Linked DNA regions of Gossypium hirsutum: region 2 is linked to region 1. A link is a contact called in public Hi-C data. All regions are on one chromosome and are shown on one strand. The core of a region is the stretch at or near the end of the contact, and the rest is flanking DNA. Distances in the headings are between cores, read along the strand shown.

Region 1 (5,441 bases), core at 1,648-4,147:
AATTATTCTTTACATAAAAAACAATATTAAAATTTTTAATTTATTTTTAAACTGATATTATGTTTTACTTTTTTGTAGGAAAATATTATCTTGTGGATTCAGGATATCCACAAATGGCAGGTTTTCTAGGTCCATATAAGGGGGAACGATATCATTTACCTGACTTTCATCGAGGTAATCATCGAGCATCTGGAAAAAAAGAAATTTTTAATCATGCCCATTCTTCGTTACGCTCTGTGATTGAACTAACATTTGGAGTTTGGAAAAAAAATGGCCAATTTAAGAGATATTCCAAGCTATTCATTCGACAAGCAAGTTTTAATAGTTATTGCAACAATGGTTTTGCATAATTACATTCGAAGACATGCTTGGTCAAATGATGAGGATTTTCGACAATTTGAGAATATACCCGACATGCCAATCTCTTCAAGCCATTTTGATAGAGGTGAATCGAGTTCTTCTAACAGTGAAAGTAACCTTGAAATTGCAATGTTAAGGGAAACCATTGCAAATAGTTTAATGAATCAATATTTGTAAAAATAAATTTGTATCAAAACCTAATTTCAAGTAATAATGAAACTTGTTATGTCTTATGTTAGTATATATATATATTTTTTATTGAAAATCATTCGTTTAGATACTTCAAAATTTGATCCAAGTATAATGTTACTATTTGCGAAAATAATATTTATCATTGTTATAAAAGAATATTTAACTATAAAAAATTAAAAATTATTATCATTTTATCTAATAAATAATTTAAATGGATTATATAATTCATTAAAATATTTATAATAAAATATTAAAAGATACATTTTAATATTTTATTAAATGAATTTATAAATTCACATATTTTAATAATTTTATATAAGTAAAATAATTTAAAAACTTCTATTATATATCAATTCTAATATGATGTCCTTAATAGTCATTTTTCATTTTCACCTCACCGCTACAGCTGCGTTTGAATCCAAACACACACTCCACCGTTGTTTCTAATCTCACCGCTACAGTATCCAATCTCACCGCTACAATAACTAATCTCACCGCCACCGCTGTTTTTAACCTCACCGGAGGTAAACACACTGTCCATCCAAACTAAGCCTTAAAGCTCTTGGAGTTACTAGAAGTGAATATATAATTTCAACAAAATGTGGGAGATACCGTGAAGATTTTGATTTCAATGTTGAGAGAGCAACTAAAAGCATCGATGAAAGTTTGAAGAGATTGCAACTTGAATATGTGGGAACTTTTTTTGTAAAATTTTATAATATTATAATTTTAGAATTTTTTTATGTATTTTGTATGATTTTTAAAAATATTAATTGAAAAGTTTTATAATTTTATTAGAATTAAGGATTAAATTAAAATAATTTATAAATGTTGAAGGTTAATTTTTTTATAAACTAAATTAATAAAATGTATAAGCATTGAATATCAAATATATTATTATACAAAATTTAAAATCACAACATCATCAATCCATCGTAGACTTAAAAGCACTTAACAAAAGAAATAAAAAAAAAAGATAAATTTTATTAGTTGAGTGAAAAAAATTTTGCCGTAATGAATAGTATAATTTACTTATACATTTTTCTGAAGTTAATGAAAATATAAAAAAGATATAAATATTTTAAAAATAATATTTTTGCCCAGCAAATTTAGATTAATGTTTCCATAAAATATATAATAATAAAAAGTGACAATTCCCAACAGTGTCAGTTTAGCATTCCAATGTCGGTTAAGAGATAGCTGAATATGATTATTATTATTATTATTTGTTCAACAGAGATAACTGATTGATGAGGACAACATATGTATAATCAGATCAACAACGTGGTTATAACTTATCTACTACGGTTGGTAGTTTCAATTTTATATCCAAGAAAAAAAGATTTCATTAATTTAATAATAAATGATTTAATGCATTTTTTTAAAAATATCATCATAAAAAGTACTTAACCTTTAAAGTTGCAAAATGTTACATCAGAAAAGGGGAAAAAATTTTGGCAAAATGACATGTGCGTTCTGAATATATAATTAATTAACCCTCAAATTCTATATACAGCTAATTTTATTTTATGAAAAAGAAAATACTTTGCTAAATTTATTAGAAACAAATACCATGTTTCATTAAAATGAATGAAATGAAATGTGAACATTTGAAGCAAACACATGGAATATGGGGTGGGGACTTGCAATGTGAAAATAATGCCGAATTTAGATCCTATTATTTATAATAATTTATTGGATTCAGGTATTGTTTTGTTTTTCTCTGAGAAAATAAGTTGATAGATCGAAAACGTAAACATTACACATGGTTGAGATACAAAACCTAACGTGCTGGAGATCCAATCCTCAACATATTCAAATTTAAAACAATTAAAAAAATCATTTTAATGGTGCCAAGACCAAACTTTTTAATCTTAAATCTATAAGTGGGTATTTAGAGATTGAAGATAGAAATGGGAGGGAAGCACGTTCTCCCATGTGAACCTTGTTCCCCCGCATTCTCCAGCTCTAATACCCAACCCCATTCCCATTTTCACAGGGTTTCTTAAATCCCATCGGTGTATGCGGTGCAACTCTCTTAACTTTGTAGACTGACAAAAAGGGCAATGTTGTCGAATACAATTCACCACTCTTTACCAACACTACTTTAATCCCACTCCACGTGTCTTTGGTTAATGCTGATGATCCCACCATCTTTTTGCATTTTCATTATAACTATACAATTATGTTTTCATTTATTATTTAATCATCATTTTTTCTCTGATTTAGTAATAAAAGCAAAAGTCTATATATTGTCTTTATACGCAAGATATACATATATGAGTAGGGTAGATTTATGGATGAAATTAATAAATTAGGTCAAAACATCACATGGGATGAACAACATGCCATGTGCCTTCCCAATACATGAAAATGACACCTTTATTTCCCTGTTTGCTGATAAATTGGCACAGGCTGAATCCAGATCCATTTCCCATTTCCCCTTTATTATTTCAACTCGCTAAATGTCATTTCATTTTCCCCACACAACAGAATTAAGTATAAAAATTCTGTTTAGCTTTAATGATTGCAGAATCTAAAGTGGATATCGTTAATGATGATGAAAACTAACAGCGCCGTCACTTTATTAAGTGAATGCCAATCACACAATAATATTCCATATAATTGTCACCTTTACACACACACCCCCAAATAAAAATGCAAAAAAATTGGATTTAAATTGTGAGGGTGAAATGTTATTTAGGGCTATTTATGTAAATATATATATTTTAACTACAAATGAGACTTCAAATTTAATTATTATATTTCACATCTAATAATAAATTTAATTTTTATACCTTTTAATTTCTATTTACAAAAAATATTTGTGAATTCTTAATCCAATTAAAAAAAATATCCCATAAACGCCAACAACTTGGATATAAGATTTAATTTTCCTTAACTTTATTTATTCAAACCCTTAATTTCACTTTTCATTTTTCTTTTTTATAATAGGTTAATGTATTTTAATTCAACTTAATTAAATTTTGATATAATGATTTATTTAGTTTTTTAATTTTATAAAAAAATTATTTTAGTCTTTTATTTAAATTTTTTATCTTTTTTAGCTTTTGAACTTATAATTTTCTTTTATCAAATCACCCCAAAATGGATAAAAAATTTAACGTTTTTATACGGTATACATGTGGACGACATATTAACATCTAATTAATTTTTAAAAATTAAAAATTATTAATTAAATTTTAATGTTGACATATTACATGATAATCCACGATTATATTATGCCTGAAATTTTCCTTGTATAAAAAAAACAAAATTAAAAGACAAATGAAGGAGCCTATTAGGTTACGGAATTTGCTCCAAAAATATCAAACTTGGGTGATACGAAAAGAAAACTCCAAAAATGATTCTTATTATGCTAAACATCAATATACTAATAGATTGATTGTTTGACTAGAATCCAAAAAAGTACGTAATTACTGCAAGGAACAAATAACACATCTTTGTTTGTCAACTTTATTCCCTTCTTCTTCTTTTTTTAATATAAAATAGGGTTGCTAAATATTTGATTTTCTAAACTAAGTCCTAACATTCCCTTGAATAATTTAGAGAAGAAGAAGAAGTCAACCAATTCCTAATGATTGGCTCAATTGGTAGTTTATGGAACTAATTGTTTGGTTGCACCAAAGATCCTTATATTTTAGTGTGATGCTTAATTCCTTTTGTCTAACTTGCATCATCATTTTATGGACGTAAACAATCTCACATGAATAAATTTGGATATGGACAGTCCTGTAGAATTAACGGACGGCCAAGGAGCCCACTACATCAAATCCTTTGTGACAACTGATAAAAGCATTTTGGCTAATCATGCTAGTATTGCGTGGGTTCTTGAATTCAAAAAATACTAAATTTAGAGATTTGAAAAAAAATGGTACTTTGAGATATATAGTAAGGAAGCAATTCAAGAATCTAGAAAGGAGTAATGTGAATCTTTTATGATCCGTTTCATTAAAGAGATTCTCTAAAAATAACAGATGATTTGGCAAAATTGACATTCTCAATACTTTTGGACAATGTTACATTCATACAACGCTGGATGAAATCTTTCAATCTCTACACGATTTTTCTGATGTAATGTGATCTCATTTTATATTAAAAAAATTAGGGAAGTTAAAAATAATAATTAATTACACTCAAAAGTTAAGTGATTTTTTACATTAAAATATACATATTCAGTTCTAAACTATTCTAATTTAAGCTCATCTAGGTAATAACCAACTAATAATTTGGGGGCTGGGAGTGAAATGGCAAAAAATAATAATAAGCAAATTTAAAGCCCACAAGTGGCCCAGATAACCAAGCTTGGGGAAGGCCTTGCATTTTCTACTGGGAATGCAAAATAACTACATTTATCACTATTTTCTTTTTCTATTAAAATTTTAAATTTAATTTTCAACTTCTTTCATCCCTATTTATTGTTAACCATTTTTTTCTTTTATAAAAATAAAAGCAAAATAATCAATTGCCCCATTCTAATCTGTTTGTTTTGGTAGGAATATAAGAGGGTAGTTTTGAAGGAATTGAATTTGTTACAGTGGGATTTTAATGTTTACTGATTTACTTTCTTCTACAAATAATGAAAAATGATTCTCTTAAAAATTAGTAGAAAAGTTACATATATAATGGAAAGCAAATAAAAAAGGAAAACATGGTTATTGGTGTCTATCCCTACAATTCATTGTTGCAAAGTATTTCTTTTTTACTTTTATTCTGAATTCTAAATTTTACTCTCTTTTAAATATGTGAAATGTTTTTTTTTGAAATTCTATATTTTAATTTTGAAATATTGAATTTTTTTTATTTGAAAATCTCAGTCCCTTATGAAAAATATAAATTATTTTTTTAACCATCAATATTTATAATTT
Region 2 (5,441 bases), core at 1,047-3,546, 170 kb before region 1:
ATACAGAAACATGAATTCTGCCTTCTTTTTAATTACAATTTGGGATAATTTTCATGTTCCAGCCTTCTTATCTTTATTCCTATTAGCCATTTCACTAGCAATGCGACCCCTTCTTGCAAACGAGTGCACCCGCTCCTGCTGTGAGTGAGCTCACCAGTGATGACGGCCTCGCACCCAAGCTCGACGCCTTGGCATAACTTGAAGAAGCCCCGGTTCCGGATGCGGTGAAGAAGGCTCCATTCAACATCAAATCCCCTTCTGATCTCCAATTCCAATGCTTCCATTGATTTTGCGGCGCATCCTCATGTTTTGTCACCTGAATTTTATTTAGCACATAATAATATGTTAGTTTAAAGCTTACCCCCTCTCTCCCCCCCCCCCCAGTTTCTATATTGGAACCAATTAATGATATAATTGTATAGACCTCTTTGTTGTCTGCATCATTTGGTGCAAGAAATCTATTGCCTTGGCTGTTGATTGTAGGATCAGCACTGCCACCGATTGCATACATTTCCCAGTGCGTGTAATCATTGTTCACCACGTGAAAGTATCCATGCCTACATCTGCATAAGTGATAAGTTAATATATGTGTATATACATAGAGAGAGAGAGATTCAGGTTAATCATAGACTGTAAGTATATATATATTTTTTACCTAGGCATTCTTTGTACAAGGCCTTCTCCAAAGTGATTAAAGGCAATGGTGACTTGCATGTTCTTATCTTGTTTGTAAGTGTCACTATGTCCCAATAGCATGACCTTGTTATGATGGGTCAAGTAATTGTTAGAAATGGTGATGGCGGTGGATCCATGAATGGCGTCGATCAGCCCATCGTTGCAGTTAGACAAAGAGCAATGGTCCACCCAAACATGACTGCCTCCGAAAATCGATACCCCGTCCCCGTCCGATATCGTCCTCCAGCCGTAATGGGTAGGAGAGTCCCTCACATAAGCATTCCCTCCTCTCTTGCAATCATGAATGTTGATCCCATGGATTATGATGTTGGTCACGTACTGAACAGTAATGCATGGCCCACCGGAAATGTGGACGCTGACGCCTCGGCCGTCGATGGTCTTGAACGAGTTCATAAGCAATTCTTCCTTCAACTTGATGGTCATGTCACGAGCGAAAATGATCCATAAAGGTTCATCTTGGATGACAGCATATCGAAGGGTTCCAGGTTTAGGATTAACAGGGTCATGGTCACTAGGGTCAGTCACCACATATATTTTCCCATCTCTCCCACCAATGGCATGCTTGCCGAACCCAATGGCGCAATCGGCTAGCTTCTGACGGTTCTTCTCCCAATGATGGTCGCACCGCCAGCAATCATCGATGGGATTGCCGGTTCCACATGAGAGAAACCCCAAGCTCCTCCTCGCCATAGTAGCATTTCTTATGCTCCTGCAGTACAGAAAATTAAGCCAAAAAGGAATTAACGAAAATGATTCAGTATTTCATAATCGGCATTGATGAAAGATATTGAAGTACAGGAAATTAATGCATACTCATTGACTTGTTGGACTACTTGCTCGGGGTCCTGAACTGGTGAGGAGAAAACAAATGTGGGAGCCAAGAGAGGGAAAAGCAGTAGAAAGGACAATGGGATTGCCATTATAGCTTTCTTTTTATTGCTTAATAAAGTGTGGGAATGTACAAAGGGAGAGAAATTCTGAGAAACTGAGATCAAAGGAGGGCTTTTTATAATGAGGGATAAAGCAGGGGATAGATAGAACATACAGAATAGCTTTAATTTTTAATTAAATAACTTTATTATTTAATTCAAATGTACATTTTATTTTCAAATAAAACCTTCATCGGAGAAGCTGAATACTTAATCAAGCTTTTTTACCTCTCAGAGCACAAAAAAATAAAATTAATAATGGAAATGGTATTGCAATCAAATTAATTACTAAAATAATATATTTCGAAGAGTATTTATTGGTGTGACAAGGTGGTGGCATCATCCATTTTTTTTCCAACATTATCAAGTTATCATTAGGCCATAATAAAGTTTAAAAAAATTATATTTTATTGGTAGTGCCAACTTATACAGCGACACTGGTATGATGTAGAACTTGATACAATAAAAATAATTTTAATGAGTGGAGGGTGAAAGTCAGGCTGCACCACTGTTGTAAAAGAAATACTAACCCGTGACTGAGAAGCAAAAAATGGGGAGAGAATTAGACATGGGGAAGTAGAAATTAGGCGGCATTGATTTGATCACCTGCAGCGAACGTGACCCGACAATTAAGGGTCTTTTTTTTTTTCTTCCTCAGCCCTAAATTTTACACCCAATTTCCCCATTTTTCCCTTAACCTTATATATATAACTTGGTACCCTGCTTGACTGTGTGTTAAAGAAATAGGGCTTGGTAGTTTAGGGTTAGGAGGAGTGAGTGTTTGTGCTGGAAAGAAAGGAAGCACCCTAGCACGCATATTTTCTATTTTTTCTAATTATTATTTTTTTATTTAGTTTTTTACTTAATTAATATAAAAAATTATTAAATACTGAAATGGTATGGCAAAAAATTGTTTGAGACTTTCATGACTTTTTTTTTGTAATTATTATTTGTTAGAGATTTTGAGCATTAAATTTTTACATTTTTAATATTTTTTGGGTTGAAAATTTATTATGTAATATTATTTGAATGGATTATATATATATGTTGAATTTTTTTGTATGTATAGTAAGATAATATTTTTATTTTTATAATAATAATGGTTTTTTAGTAAAACAATTTAATATTTGTGGTATGTATAACAAAAAATAATTTTAGTTTTATAATAATATTTTTGTGAATAAAACAATTTAGTGTTTTTGGTATGTATAATAAAATAATAATTTTATTTTTATAATATTTTTTCTTGATTAAAGCAGTTTAGTATTTTTGGGAGAAGAGTTTGTGTTGAAAGAAACCACCAGTAAGCAGGAATGTGTTTTTATATATTTTTTGTAATAATAATTTTGAAAATTTGTTTTATAATCTACATCTGCTTTGCTTTTGTATTATGTTTTTGTCAAGTGATACCAAAAAAATATTATAGCAAACAGTCCATTTCGGTAATTAATTTGTAGGGTGATTAATTTTGTATTTTTAATTTTTTTATTATTAGGATAAAAAAGTTGTTTTTGGCATAGAAGAAAAGCATGTTTAGGAATAAAAAAAAGTTGAAGTTCATTGATAATAGTTTGTGGTGAAAGAGGGTTATTTTAGCTATGCATACATGCATGCTTTTGTATATATTATTATGATATATCATATTTATATATTTATTTATTTATTTGCATTGGTAACATAGGGTTTTTTTTATTGTTCTAAAATTAACCGGTCATTTGAGAGAATTTCAAAGTTTAATTTTTTAAGTTAAAAAATTTTACATAATTCAAATTTAAGTCATTTTACCCAAAAAGGCCCTTTAAAAAATATAATTACGGAAATGGATCGTTTATTGAGTTATTTACCGGATTAGGCCATTTTCCACGAAAACATGTCCACGTAAGCGCGATTTAGTGTCCACGTCAGCAAAACGCTTCCCTGGGGGAGCACTTTGTCCACGTCAGCAAAAAACACGTCCTTGAGAGCGCACTTTGCTGACGTGGACAAAACGCTCTCCAAGGGAAGCGTTTTGCCCGTGTAACGGTAAAAAATTTGACTATTGGCTTCCAACGGTCTAAAAACAAACTATAAAACCCCCCTAAATCATTTTTTCACACAAATCTCTCACAATTTCTATAATTCTCTCAAAATTCCTTTTCCTTTATTTATTTTTCACACAATTCTCTCATAATTCTCAATATTCTTTCAATATTCCCTTCAAAAATCTATCAAATTTCACTGAAATTTTCTCAAAATTCTATCAAATTTCTTTGTTTAAAATTTTTTAATTTAATTTTTTTAAATTAAAAAAATCCGATCGTGTTAGCAATGGTCGGAGAATTAATCTGTCTCGATAATAAGCACATCTCCGTTGATCAAATGACAATGGTAAGTGATAATTTTAAATTTTCAATACTATTGATATTTTTTTAATTTATGCAAATTTAATTAAATTTGCAATATTATTTGATATTTTATTCATTTATACAATTATAATTACAATTTCAATACTGCTTGATTTTTTTTCATTTATGATGTTTGCATTAATTAAGCAATTTTAATTAATTTTTGTTTTATAAATTTTTATAATAGTCTGTAGATCGGGTGTTGCAATGCTACATCCATAATATGTTTGGTCCTCCATCGCCATTGATCGAGAATTACTTGCAGGAAGTGAGATTTTGGCACGTGGCCACGATAGGCCGGGGGTGCAAGTTGGACCCAAAACTAATCAGTACATTGATAGAGAGGTGGAGACCTGAGACGCACACTTTTCATCTTCCATGCGGAGAGTGTACTATCACTCTGGAAGACGTGCATTTGGAATTGGGATTGCCGGTGGATGGGTACACAGTCACTAAGTCCACATCATCTACTGATTGGGGACCCGTATGCTACGAGCTTTTGGGTGCTATACTGGATAATATTAACGGAGGTCTGATCGAGATGGGACGGTTACGAGACACATACCCAGAGCCGAATAATGATTTGACTGAACTCAAAAGAATATGATATGCTCGGGCATACATTCTTGAGATGATTGGAGGTTATCTGATGCTGGACTTGTCACAAGACCTCGTACATCTAAGATGGCTGTTGAAACTCGTAGATTTTAGAGTAGCTGGTGAATTGAGTTGGGGGATCTGCCATGTTGGCAACATTGTACAAGGAAATGTGCGGGGCGACGTGACCGAACAAAGCCAAAATAGGAGGTTGCTTATCACTACTGCAATCATGGGTACAGTTTCGCTTTCCATTTTTACGTCCTCAAGTGGACCACCTATATACATTTCCACTCATAACGAGGTAAGTTTTATATTAGATTTTACAATTATTACGTAGATTTGGAATATAATTTTATGCTAAAAATTTATTTAATTAGGTGGAACCATTCGGCGAGTTATGTTGGAATACTTACCTCTCTCGAAGATATACGGCTTCTATTAATCAACGATCAGAAGCAGAAGTAAGTATTAAATAAAATAGTCATTTCGTATTTAGTATTTAGTATTTAGTATTATGTATTATGTATTATATATATAAGTAATATTTTTATCATGTTCATACAGTTTCAATGGATACCATACGAGGATCCGGCAATTCGGGCAGTAATTCCGGATGAATTCCTTCAAAATCCAAACGTTTGGCATGTGAAGGTTCCATTGGTGAACTATGCTATCGTGGAGATGCACCAGTCAGATAGAGTATTGCGACAATTTGAATTCTGACAACCGATTCTTGTGACACCCGAGGTGTTTGATGATGAGCACAAAGTCGACTTACGGTAACTACATACGGATTGGCCGAGATTCTGGTCATACTATATCGAAATATGGG

Evidence for each region. A called contact is a pair of places that touch in the nucleus more often than the background predicts.
Region 2: a Hi-C map of leaf shows a contact between it and region 1, with 3 times the contacts expected there. The contact joins the promoter of LOC107886482 here to the enhancer-like site in region 1. A contact is called at or near these places in 14 of 34 Hi-C or Micro-C datasets (anther, callus, cotyledon and 4 more).

The regions. Positions count from the first base shown.
Region 1 is chrA03:94,217,742-94,223,182 of Gossypium_hirsutum_v2.1, reverse strand. No RefSeq gene overlaps it. Among protein-coding and RNA genes, the nearest start is that of LOC107886483, 18 kb to the right of the region's middle. Within about 2 kb of position 2,897, at least 2 of the 9 cell types and tissues checked have an H3K27ac peak or open chromatin away from gene starts, as enhancers often do. A contact at or near this core is called in leaf, where this site is marked.
Region 2 is chrA03:94,387,331-94,392,771 of Gossypium_hirsutum_v2.1, reverse strand. It overlaps LOC107886482 (probable pectate lyase 5), which reads right to left and starts at 2,296. Exons shown (of 4, transcript XM_016810454.2): 1 at 1,510-2,296; 2 at 656-1,405; 3 at 425-563; 4 at 1-316. The coding sequence starts at 1,739. The coding sequence ends at 95.